3 separate regions of the Sus scrofa genome follow, and regions 1 and 3 are each linked to region 2. Evidence: chromatin contacts called from public Hi-C data. All regions are on one chromosome and are shown on one strand. The core of a region is the stretch at or near the end of the contact, and the rest is flanking DNA. Distances in the headings are between cores, read along the strand shown.

Region 1 (4,041 bases), core at 1,003-3,502, 38 kb before region 2:
TGCTTTGGGTTGAACCGTGTCCTCCTCAGAGATGTTGAAGTTCTAGGGAGCTCCCTGGTGGTCTAATGGTTAGGACTCAGCGTTTTCACCACTATAGCCCAAGGTCAATACCTGGTCTGGGAACTGAGATCCCACATCAAGCTGCTGCACATCAAGGCAAAAAGAAAAAAAAAAAGAAAAAAGATGTTGAAGAACTTGAGAATGTGGAAACCCCCAGTATCTGTGAATGTGGACTTATTTAGAAACAGGGTTATTAAAGATGATCAAGTTAGAATGAGGTCGGTAGGGTGAGTCTCTAATCATTTGTGACTGGTGACCTTAAAAAAAGGGGAAATCTGGACCCGGAGACAGACTCACAGGCAGATCATCAGGTCAAGACTAGAGTTATGCTGCCACAATCAAGAAACACACCAAAGATTGGGAGTTCCTGTCTTGGCACAGCAGAAACGAAACTGACTAGGAACCATGAGGTCGAGGGTTCCATCCCTGGCCTCGCTCAGTGGGTTAAAGATCCAGCTTGCCATGAACTGTGGTGTAGGTTGCAGATGCAGCTTGGATCACAAGTTGCTGCGGCTGTGGTGCAGGCCTGCAGCCCCAGCTCCAATTGGACCCCTAGCCTGGGAACCTCCATATACCCCAGGTGCAGCCCCCAAAAGACAAAAGACAAAAAACAAAACAAAAAACCACCAAAGATTGTTGTCCAACCACCAGAAGCCAGGAGAGAAGCAGGGAACAAATTTTTCCTCACCGCCCTTAGAAGGAACTCAGATGACACCATGATTTCAGATCTCTAGCCTCCAGAATATGAGACAATGAATTCCTGTTCTTTATTTTTATTTATTGTCTTTTGTCCTTTTAGGGCCACACCCACGGCATATGGAGGTTCCCAGGCTAGGGGTCTAATTGGAGCTGTAGCCACCGGCCTACACCATAGCCACAGCAACATGGGATCCAAGCCACATCTGCAACCTATACCACAGCTCATGGCAACGCTGGATCCTGAGCAAGACCAGGGATTGAACCTGCAACTTCATGGTTCTTAGTTGGATTCGTTTCCGCCCTGCCATGACGGGAACACCTGAATTCCTGTTCTTTAAGCCACCACGGTTTGCAGCACTTTGTTACAGCAGCTCTAGCAAACTAATACAACTAGTGTTTACATAAGGAATTCCTTTCACCTATTTCCTCAGCTACAAAACTGGAACCATCATAGTGCTTCTACACGCTGGGCTCCATTCTAAACAGTTTACATAGAATATCACCTTTAGTCATCACATATACTATACGCAGCAGCATTAGCAGATAGAGATACTCCTGTTATCTCCACTCTTCCCCGTGAGAAAGCTGTGGAACAGAGAGGTTAAGTAACTTGCTCAAGGTTACACTGTAACTAAATATATACCGTAATAATACATCCCTCACAAGATTATTGGGAAGTCTCCATGCGACTGTGGATGTGAAAGCACTTTGTAAATAGTAAAGCATTTTACCCTTGTTAGTTAGAATCTTTGTAGATTTGGGACTCTTTTTTTTTTTTTTTTTTTTGCCCATCTCTGACTGTCACTGCTCTTTCGACGGGATACTTCCTTCCCTCGGCGAGAGAGGGCGCTGCAATGCGCGGGCGCCGACAGGTCCTTCTAGCCCGCTGCGCTGGCTGCTCGCTGGTGCCTATAAGTGGCAGCGCCGGGCTCAGTGAGGCATCAGTCAGCCGCTGCCGGTGCTGGGGCCGGTGTTGGAAGTGGAGCCGGACGCTGAGGAGCTGCAGCTGGGCCGGGGCGCAGCGCCGAGCCGGGGCCGCAAGGAGGGGCGTTTTGCTGCTGGCCCACCGCGAGCCGCCCCCAGCCCGCGCCGAGGCGCCTTCTCGCCAGGCCGCCTGCCTCCGCCTTCCGCCTCCCTCCATTTCCCCGGAATCTCAGCCCGGCGCGCCTGCACCCCGGTCCTTCCCTGGGTGGGGAAGCTCCCGGCCGCTTTCTGGTTTCACTCCTTCCTCGCAGCCTGGGCTCTCAGCCCCCTCTTCTTTTCCTGCACCGGGTCCCACCCCCTTCCATCCTCTTCCTTTAGCTCAGGCTCCCTGCCCCTTCGCTTAGCCAAGTCCCAGCTCCTCAGTCACTTTCCTCAGCCGAGGGTCCCTGCCTTCCCGCTTCCTTTTCCTTGCCTGGGGTTCAGCCTATCCTGTCCCTTCCTCTGTCCTTAGGGCGAAGTCCCTCCCTTCCTCTCCAAACCCCTTTCTCGGGCCTGGAGTTCCAGACCTTTTGGCCTCCTCCTATGATCCTAACTGGGTCCTTGTCCCTTTTCCCCAGTTTGGAGTTCTAGGTCGTGAAGCCAACCTTCCTCCACCTCCAGAGGACTGCTTCCACAAAAACACAGCTCTAAAACATGAACTTTGCCTAGAGACGCCCTGGTCTCTCTCACCCCTTGCAGACTCCTCGCTGCCTATGTCCCAGGTCTCACTTTGCTAAGGCTCGAGGGGCGCAGCAGGATGCTTCTGTGGTCTGGCATCTGTGGCCTCTCTCCACCTCGAATCTTCCCTTCGCTGCTTGTGGTGGTAGCCTTAGTGGGGCTGCTACCTGTTCTCAGAAGCCATGGCCTCCAGCCCAGCCCCACTGCCAGCACCATCAGAGGCTCAGAGCCACCACGGGAACGCTCGATTGGGGATGTCACCACCGCCCCACCAGAGCTCGCCCCGGAGAGCCGCCCTGTTAACCATTCCGTCACTGAACACGGCATGAAAGCTCGGAAGGCCTTTCCCGTCCTGGGCATCGACTACACACACGTGCGCACACCCTTCGAAATCTCCCTCTGGATCCTGCTGGCCTGCCTCATGAAGATAGGTAAGTCCAGTTGGCCCCGATGCCTCTGCCGCTGCCACCAGACTGATGAGCTTCTTGCCCCATCCTTACTGCCTGAGGCTGCCCAGGAATAAGGGTCTGGACTTCTCCTGTCGCATGGGCAGCCTCCATCCTGCCATCTTGGTCCTTCTCAAACTTGAGCTCTGTGGCCTTTGTGGTCTGAGGCCTCCTATAATGGGAGCCAGGATTGTTCATGGAAGAGAGCGAGAGGAGGAAGGGGTGCTCCTGATACTAGGTCCCTCCAGTGAGGCTCCCAGGCCTGGCAAGTCTCCTTTGGCTGGGCCATACCCCGAGGGGAGCCAGGCACCCAGCTGTGTGAGACCGGAGTGTCTGCAGCAACTGGCCCAGTCTACTCTGTCAATAGCAACCAGTGCAATTACACGCTTCATGGGAGGGTGTTCCAGGATGGAGTGTATTTCTACTGGGTCTGTCTAAGGAGTGTGAGTTTAGTGGGGGACCTGTGGGCTGGAGACTTACAGGTGTGGTGGAAGAGGAGGCGTCCCCATATTCCCACCTTCCTTCATCCCCACAATGTTATCTGTCAGCGTTGCCTGCCCAGGCTGGTCAGGAGCCCCTGAGTCAGTTTCCTGCCCTGGAATGCCACTCCTTCTACAGTTTATGGGACAGGGGGCCTGAAGTCTGGTTTGGGGGTGGAGGGAGAGGGAGGGAGGTTCACCCCTCCAGCTCACCTCCAGGTTGGCACCCAGGTTCTGGCCCCAGCTCACCTCCAGGTTGGCACCCAGCTGCGTCTCTAGGTGGTGTCTGGGCCGGCCAGTCATGTTGGCCTGCCTGTCCCTCAACCAAGTGGGAGAGGGGCAGATGGAGGGGCTCCGGATGTTCTGGTCTGAAGAGACTTTGAAGCCTTTTTGGGAGAAGGAAACAGAAAAGTTTTTCCCTTCCAGGGGATTATCTCCCTGCCAGGTCTGAGCGCTCTGTTCTGCTGGGTGATGGAGCTCACCAGAGCCTGCACAGCCCAGAATTCCCTGGAAGGGGTGTCCAGGGGGCTTTGAAAGCCACCTTTGCCTTTTCAGCCCCCAGCCAGCTGAGGAAGGCGTGAGGGCCTGGGACTCTGCTGGTTTGGAGAGTTTGTGACTCTTGGCAGGAAGCCTTGCAGCTTTCCCAAGGACACGCAGGAGCTGAGTGGCAATGCCAGACTGGTATGAGACAGGTTCTGGGACATGCTGCGGGAGGG
Region 2 (3,834 bases), core at 1,057-3,556:
ACCTCCTTCCTCTTATCCACGTTTCACATCTGAAAGTCAATTTTATCTCAGTTCACAAATGTCTATTCTATGCTGGTAGCAGGAGACCCAGACGACTCTAGAAAGTTCCTGCCTTAGGGAGCTTAAAACCCAGTGATGGACAAGTGCACACCAGTGGGTCATGATAACGTACAGTGACCCATGTTGAACCTGAGTTTTGGAGAAGATTGTAATGATAATAGCAGTCACCACTTTGGCTAATATCCAGTGCCAGCGTTGTTTGACTTTCTTTTACCCTTATAATGTCCTCTTGTGCTGCAGAAACTTCTCAGATAGGCTTTTACACAGATGGGGAAACTGAGGGGAGGAGAGCCCACTTGCCCACGGCCAACAAGCTAGTAAACAGCCGCTCTCTGATTGGAACCCTGAGCAGAGTGGCGAGTGCCACACGTCTTTCTTTGCTGGCTTGGCTGTAAACGTACTGAAGCAGCAGCTGCATTGTGTTTATCTTTCTCCCTGGTCCTCAGACACTGATGGTGGGAAGAATCAACACTGAGAAGAATCCAACTCGAGAAGACTCTGAGCCCCTCCAGCCCCAGTGGAGCCTGGGGCTGAATCTAGACCAGGGAGGCAGTTGCTGAGCTTGGCTGATAGTTCTACCTCCTGCCCTAGGACTTTAGGAGAAGACTGACCCCTTTGGGTGGCGTGAACTCAGGACTGAGGGGTGGGCTTAAAAGATGGGGAGGATTCCCCAAGGTCTTTCTTAGGCCTCCAGAGTGGAAAAGGAGCAGCTGTGAGACTTCCTTGGAGAAGAGCTTGTGGAAAGAAATACCACCTCTGGCCCTCTGGGAACCACTCTGGAACTCTTTGGTCCTGGGTTCTGAGACTTCTCTTAGAAGCAAAATAAGAATAAAACCAGGGATAATGTGGCAGGTGGCTAAGAACACAGACTGGGGCCAGACTGCCTGGATTTGAACCTGATAGCAGCCACTTGACTTTGAACAAGTTGCTTCACCTCTCTATGCCTCAGTTTCCTCCTCTCTAAAATGAGGGGGTGGTAATCGTGACCTCCCAGGGCTTGGTGAGCTGCAAATGTGTTAGCACCCTGCTGTAAGCTGTGCAGTGCCAGGCTTTTGGCGGAAGGTATTACCTTTCTTTACCGTAGTTGAGACCGGTTGCTGGGGCAGTTGAAGAGGGAGTTAGAGAAATGGAATCGTCATGCTACCGGGAATCCCTTGGGACCTGGCCGAGTTGCAGCCCCAGAGCAGTCTTCAGGCCTGGAACTAGGGCGCAGAGCCCCTCATGTGCCCCTGGGTCTTTGGTGACCTGGCATTGGTGGGCCAAGGAGGCCCTTCCTCCCAGCACTCCCCTCTGACTGCCCAGGCCAGGGGAGAGATGCCGGAAGTGGGATCAGGGGTGTCTGGTCACCCTGGCAACCAAGGGTGCCGTGGGATAGCCTCGCTTGCCTGCTCTACTGCACAGACTCAGCAGATGGGGAGTCTGGGGAGATGGGAATAAAGTGTTCTCAGGGTGAAGAGCAGAGAGGCTGCAGAGGACCGGAGGCCCCGCGTCAATGTGGTTTAGCCAAGTGTCTTTTCAGTTTGTGTGTGTGTCAGAGAGAGTCTGTGTAGGGAAGAGTGAAAGCGCGGGTGAGTGTGGTATGTGTCTGTGTTCCCCGAGTGCCCCCAGTTGCTCAAATGCCACCTATACTGGATGGAGTGAGAAACATCTCTCCTCTCCCCCAGCCTCTTCACCTAAAAGGGAGGCCAGCCCTAAACTGTGTCAGCCAGTTTGCCCTGAGGCGGGGAGATGCTGAATTCCACACTGTCTCCTCAAGTCCTTGCTCTGGGAGGCCTGGGTGCTCCAGCAGGAGGCCACATGGCTGGAGTGATTGCTGGACTTGGGGCTTCCTGGGTTCTCGTGGTGGGACTGGTCGTGACAATTGACAGGTCACCGCTTCCCTTTGATCATCAGTTTCTTTAACTGTGATGGAGGGTCGGGATGATCTCCAAGCTATGTTTCAGCTCTCGAGGCTCTGGATCTGAGCCTCACTGCCTCCGCCCCACCCCTGATTCCATCCTGGTGACATCACCAGTGCTGCATGTTTGGGCCCTGGGAGTTGTGCCTCCTTTCTTAACATCTTGGGGTCTCGCCTCAATGCTGAGCCTCTGTCAGGGGACCAGAGGCCCAGCTGTGCCCCCTTCATCTCTCTCAGTGTCAGCAAGTGTCCATGCTTTGAGGGGACTCTTTAGAGATGCAGAGTGGGGACGATTGGTAGAGTCAGGGCTTTAGGAGAGGGACAGGCCAGAGCAGGCCTGCAGGCCCTCCCCCTCCCCTGAGCCGCTGGGCCTGATGACAGAATCCACCCCTTCCCTGGGAGCTGCTTTCCAGTAACGTCCTCCCCACTGTGGGCGAGGTGCCAAGGTAGATCCTAGACCTCCCTTCCTAGCCTGGCCCACGCTCCCATTCCCTTGCCTGCCAGGGCCCAGAGTTCCTTCTGCTCCCTGAGAGGCAGGGCAACACGGGAAAACCTGGGGGGATCAGCTCTGGAAACAGTTTCAGCACCAGGTACTCTGGGGGCTGGCTCATTTGAAGAAAGTGCACTGTCCCCGAGTCTGGAGGCCTGGGACCTTGCCCTGGGTGCCTGGACACGTCCACCTCCTCTGGGCTCCAGGTTTTCATCTGTCAAATAGGAATGTCAGCTGTCTCTTCACCTAGTGATGGGGACCTGGTAGCCTGAAGGTCCAAAGGTTGGAGCAAGCATAGCCATTCCCAGGAGCTCCTGACGGAGGTTCTGACCCTGAGCCACCTCAGTGTCCCCAGCACACAGCCCTGGCCTGGCTCAGAAAACACTGAATCTCGCTGAGCCCCAGCTTTCTCTTCTGCAAAATGGGGACAGTACCTATTACATTGTTGTGAGGACTAAAGAGATGACATGTGCCAGGTCCCCAGCACTTTTAGGAGTAATGAACATTCTTCATGGTATTGCTCTTGACTTGTTACACACACACAGCCACACCCCCACACACACCCTGTCCCCCTGTGACAAGGTCTTGGGCCTGGATGGTGTATTGAGTATTGAATTGTGGCTGTACTGGCACTGCCTAGATCAGTAGCTAAGAGCAGAAGGGGCTCTGGGCACTAGGAGGGATGTTCATCTTCCTTCCCACTGATCTCAGAGGTGAAGCGAGCAGAGGCCTGGCCAGACAGGGTATTGGGAATCACGTGGGTCCTGGCCCAGCCCTTTGCATTTTTGAATCAGTAGATACTGGTAGAGCTCCTGTTGTATGTATCCTTGGCCCGGGGGGTATAATCATAAACAGATATGGAGTCTGCCTGCACAGAGCTTATAGGTTAGGGAGGTAGGGAGAGCGAGACAAAGTGTCAGACCCTCTTAACCAAGCAGACCCCAGGAGTTAAGTGCCCAGCATGCAGCTAGAACCCCAGGTCATCTCCACTTACTTCCCCACCCAAAACAACCCCAAAACCCATAGGGAGCTTGGGGCCAAACATGACAATTGAGAAGTATTAGGAGTTCCCCCCTCTTTAAAGGGGATTTTTGCTGTCTCTGCAGCTCTGGGTTTGGAGCCCCAAGGAGGCCCGCTGCAGAGAGTAGCCTGCTGCTGCTGCTGGTCAAGACCTGGCTTGGGGGGGTGGTTGGTTGGTCTCAGGCAAAGGGCCATTTTATGCCTTAATGGGGAGGCAGGAGGGGTTGACTCATAGAGCCACAGAGTTTGATGGGAGCTGGGAGGCCAGACCTGGGTTCTGTCCAAGTTCTGCCACTGATTTGCTCTGTGACCTTAAGCAAGTCCTTTTTCCCTTCGGAGCTTCAGTTACCCCATCATTAAAGTGGGT
Region 3 (3,960 bases), core at 816-3,315, 52 kb after region 2:
GAAAGAGCCCTGTGAAATTCTTAAATCATGAAACCTGATTCCCAAGGGCCAGCAGTGTGGAAAACTGGGAGCCAGTTCCTAGCCCCGAATTCCTCAGGGTGCTGCTGAGGATGTGCCTCAGCGCCACCTGCTGGCGGGCACTGGCGGGCCCGCTCCTGCTGGAATTGGAAGCCTGTCACCAGCACGTGGAAGGGGATGGCGGAAGCATGCAGACCAGGCTCTCTCTAGGTGACCTGCTCCTTCAGGAACAGCTGCTACCTGATTTTTCCTGATTCTTCTGAGGGTCAATCTAGAAAACGTAGAAAAACCTTGGAAAATACAAAAGAGATTCATGGAGGTCCTTTCAGAGGAAGGCTGAGCGTCCTCTGATGATGATCTGATCCTTTGGGGGTGTGTATGGCTGCCTGTCTTTGACTTTTTGTAGGGCTAGAAGTAATTTGTAGAAAACAGATATAATGCAAAGGATTCCTGCCTATATCAAGAAAATGAACCTTATTCACAACTATGCAAAGGACTTTTGGTTGTCCAGTAGAAAACACAAGTACATGTAAGTCAAATTTTCATTTGAACTACTTTTAACATCTTGCTATTTCCTTGTCAATTAAAGAGTTAAAGGAAATCTTTGACACACGTTCATTTTTAAAAATCTGTATGAGGGCCATGATTTTACCTTTTTGAAAATTATGCTGGAGTAAATTATTTTTTTCTTCTTCTTTTCTTGACATATGGAGTTCCTGGGCCAGGGATCAGATCCGAGCTGTAGCTACAACCTACTCCATAGCTGCAGCAGTAGGATCCTTTAACCTACTGTGCCGGGCCGGGGATCAGGCCTACATTCTGATGTTGTAGAAATGCAGCCAATCTTGTTGCGCCACAGCAGCAGTTTCTAGAATAAATTCTTAGTCCTCTAGGAATCTACAAAGTCTCTCAGACCTTCCTTTCCTTCGTGCCCCTAACCTGTTCAGGTGACACCAGCAACTGCATCCTCTGGGTCCCCACTGTGCCCAACACTTACTTCAGGACAAAGTGCCCTGTGTGCTTCTCTGCCAGCCTCCCCCTCCAGATTGTCTGCTCCCCAGGGCAGGAACCAGGTCTGATTCTCACTGGATGTGCAGATCGTGGCAGATGCTGTTGGAGGAATTTATGAACACTCTTTTTTTTTTTTTTTTTTTTTTTTTTTGGCCTTCGTCTTTTTAGGGCCATACCCACGGTATATGGAAGTTCCCAGGCTAGGGGTCTAATTGGAGCTACAGCCTCTGGCCTACACCACCGCCACAGCAACACAGGACCCCGAGCTGCGTCTGTGGCATACACCGCAGCTCACAGCAACACTAGATCCTTAACCCACCGTGCAAGGCCAGCGATCAAACCTGCATCCTCATGGATATTAGTCGGGTTTGTTAACCACTGAGCCACAACAGAAACTCCAATTTATGAATATTCTTTTTTTTTTTTCTTTTGTCTTTTCTAGGGCTGCACCTGCGGCATATGGAGGTTCCCAGGCTAGGGGTCTAATTGAAGCTGTAGCCACCGGCCTACGCCATAGCCACAGCCACACCACATCCCAGCCACATCTTCTACCTACACCGCACTTCACAGCAACGTCAGATCCTTAACCCACTGATCCAGGCCAGGGATCGAACCCACAACCTTAGGGTTCCTAGTCGGATTTGTTAGTCACTGAGCCAGGATGAGAACTCCTACATTAGCTATTTTTAACGGCGCCACGACAGGAACTCCTCCAATTTATGAATGTTCTTAATGTGGACCACACTCCACTGCTGGTGAGGGAGCTTTGGATCCTGGGAGGGCAATTCATGCACGTTACCTAACACTTCTCGGCCTCAGTTTCCACATCTGTACAATGAGGATAATATTTCCTATGTGCTGAAAACACAGATGGGAAGGAAATCTTAAGTAACTCCTGCATGTTTTCCCTTTGCCTCTTCTAGTTTCTATTCTCACCCCACCTTCGGAATACGACGAACAGGAACAGGGTCATTTCCTCTGGCTCCCCACCCTGCAAGCCCACAGGAAGTGTTCAGTTAAGTGTCTTCCTTCTACCCCCACATCCTGGCCTGGTTCCTGAATGAAGCAGGGCAGGGAAAATGGTCTCGGGGCCAGGGCACCCATCATGGGTCGTCAAGGAGTGGAGCCTATTTAGCAGAAGCCTTGGGCTTCAATTCTGGGGAGCTGAGAGAAAAGGGGGTGGGGGACCGTGGACCTGAACACCGAAAAGGAAACCCCAAGAGAAAAACTTAAAGGGGGTAGTTTCTGTCGTGGTGCAGCAGAAACGACTCTGACTAGTATCCATGAGGATGTGGGATCCCTGGCCTCGCACAGATACGGCATTGCCGTGTGCTGTGGTGTAAGTCACAGATGCGGCTCAGATCCCTTGTTGCTATGGCCGCGGCGGTGGCCAGCAGCTATAACTCCGATTTGATCCCTAGCCTCGAAACTTCCATTTGCCACGGGGGAGGCCCTCCAAAAAAGCAAAAAAGGAAAGAAAGAAAAAAGAAAAAGGGAGAGAGGCTGAAAGAGGCTCCATGTTCAGATCCCAGCCCCGATGCATCCCAAGCCATAGGAGCCCACCTGTTTTTCTGGTCCCTACTTCCCTGAACAGCTTCTTCCGGGGTTGGAGGGAGGGGCGGGGTGTGGGCGGAATGACTTCCAAATAACTGGGATTCGGGCACCACCTCGTGGCCATTCATGAAACTGCCCACTCAGGCTGAGGGGAGCCCAGAGGTCTAAGAGTAGAGGGAGCCAAGCCAGCCCTCCTCCAAATGTCCAGGCCTCCTTTGCATTTATTGAGCACTAACTGTATTCCAGACTCTGTGCTCAGCATTCTCAGGTCTTTACCACATTTAATTCTTGAAACAGTCTTAAAAGGCAGGTAATACGTAATACCATTTTACAAATCAGTCACAGGAGTTCCTGTTGCGGCCCAGCGTGTTAAGAATCCGACTAGTGGAGTTCCCGTCGTGGCTCAGTGGTTAAAGAATCCGACTAGGAACCATGTGGTTGTGGGTTCGATCCCTGGCCTTGCTCAGTGGGTTAAGGATCCGGCGTTGCCATGAGCTGTGGTGTAGGTTGCAGACGCGGCTCCAATCTAGCATTGCTGTGGCTCTGGCGTTAGGCCAGTGGCTACAGCTCCGATTGGACTCCTAGCCTGGGAACCTCCATATGCTGTGGGAGCAGCCCTAGAAAAGGCAAAAAGACAAAAAAAAAAAAAAAAAAAAAAAAAGAATCCGACTAGTATATATGAGGATGCAGGTTCGATCCCTGGCCTCACTCAGTGGGTTAAGGATCCAGCGTTGGCTTAAAAAGAAAAAAAAAATGCAGAAAGAAACTGAGGCAGAAGCTGAGGCAGAGAGAGGTGAAGGAGTTTTCCTGAGGCTGTGCAGCTACTAAGTGGACCAGAAGAGCTTCTCTCTGTACAGGAGAGCAGCAAAGCAGTCGGTCCTGCCTCTTAGCAGCTGGTTGGCCTTAGGGCCTTTCAGCTTTTTTTTTTTTTTTTTTAGGACCATATCCATGGTATAAAAACAGCCCTTAGCAGCTTCCTACTGATGGGAATAACATGCCAATTCTTTTTTTTGCTTTTTAGAGCTGCACCCATGGCATATGGAAGTCCTCAGGCTAGGGGTCAAATCGGAGCTGTAACTGCCGCCCTACACCGCAGCCGCAGTAATGCCAGATCTGCCAGATCTGCGACATACACCACAGCTCATGACAACGCTGGATCCTTAACCCACTGAGCAAAGCCAGGGATCGAACCCGCATCCTCCTGGATACTAGTCAGGTTTACTACCACTGAGCCACAACAGGAACTCCAGCCTTTTAGCTTTAATTCAAATATTTTTGGTTCAACTATACATCAATAAAATTAAATATATGAATGAATGAATGAGAGTTTCTGCTGTGGCACCCTGGGTTAATGATCTGGCTCTTCTCTGTGGCATT

The links. A called contact is a pair of places that touch in the nucleus more often than the background predicts.
Region 1: a Hi-C map of mesenteric adipose tissue shows a contact between it and region 2, with 2.1 times the contacts expected there. The contact joins the promoter of SLC9A1 here to the enhancer-like site in region 2. A contact is called at or near these places in 2 of 5 promoter capture datasets (fetal liver and liver), 21 of 47 Hi-C or Micro-C datasets (alveolar macrophages, blood, brain and 9 more) and 1 of 2 datasets of contacts at active chromatin or transcription factors (skeletal muscle).
Region 3: a Hi-C map of omental adipose tissue shows a contact between it and region 2, with 1.7 times the contacts expected there. The contact joins two enhancer-like sites. A contact is called at or near these places in 2 of 5 promoter capture datasets (fetal skeletal muscle and liver), 27 of 47 Hi-C or Micro-C datasets (adipose tissue, alveolar macrophages, blood and 15 more) and 2 of 2 datasets of contacts at active chromatin or transcription factors (alveolar macrophages and skeletal muscle).

The regions. Positions count from the first base shown.
Region 1 is chr6:84,424,658-84,428,698 of Sscrofa11.1, reverse strand. SLC9A1 (solute carrier family 9 member A1) reads left to right here and starts at 2,252. Exons shown (of 12, transcript NM_001007103.1): 1 at 2,252-2,831. The coding sequence starts at 2,480. All of the region lies in intron 2 of LOC110261121 (a long non-coding RNA gene), which reads right to left.
Region 2 is chr6:84,387,198-84,391,031 of Sscrofa11.1, reverse strand. All of the region lies in intron 1 of SLC9A1 (solute carrier family 9 member A1), which reads left to right. Among named protein-coding and RNA genes, the nearest start is that of SLC9A1, 37 kb to the left of the region's middle. Within about 2 kb of position 2,306, at least 21 of the 83 cell types and tissues checked have an H3K27ac peak or open chromatin away from gene starts, as enhancers often do. A contact at or near this core is called in adipose tissue, mesenteric adipose tissue and omental adipose tissue, where this site is marked.
Region 3 is chr6:84,335,121-84,339,080 of Sscrofa11.1, reverse strand. All of the region lies in intron 1 of LOC106507624 (a long non-coding RNA gene), which reads left to right. Among named protein-coding and RNA genes, the nearest start is that of FAM46B, 26 kb to the right of the region's middle. Within about 2 kb of position 2,065, at least 27 of the 83 cell types and tissues checked have an H3K27ac peak or open chromatin away from gene starts, as enhancers often do. A contact at or near this core is called in adipose tissue and omental adipose tissue, where this site is marked.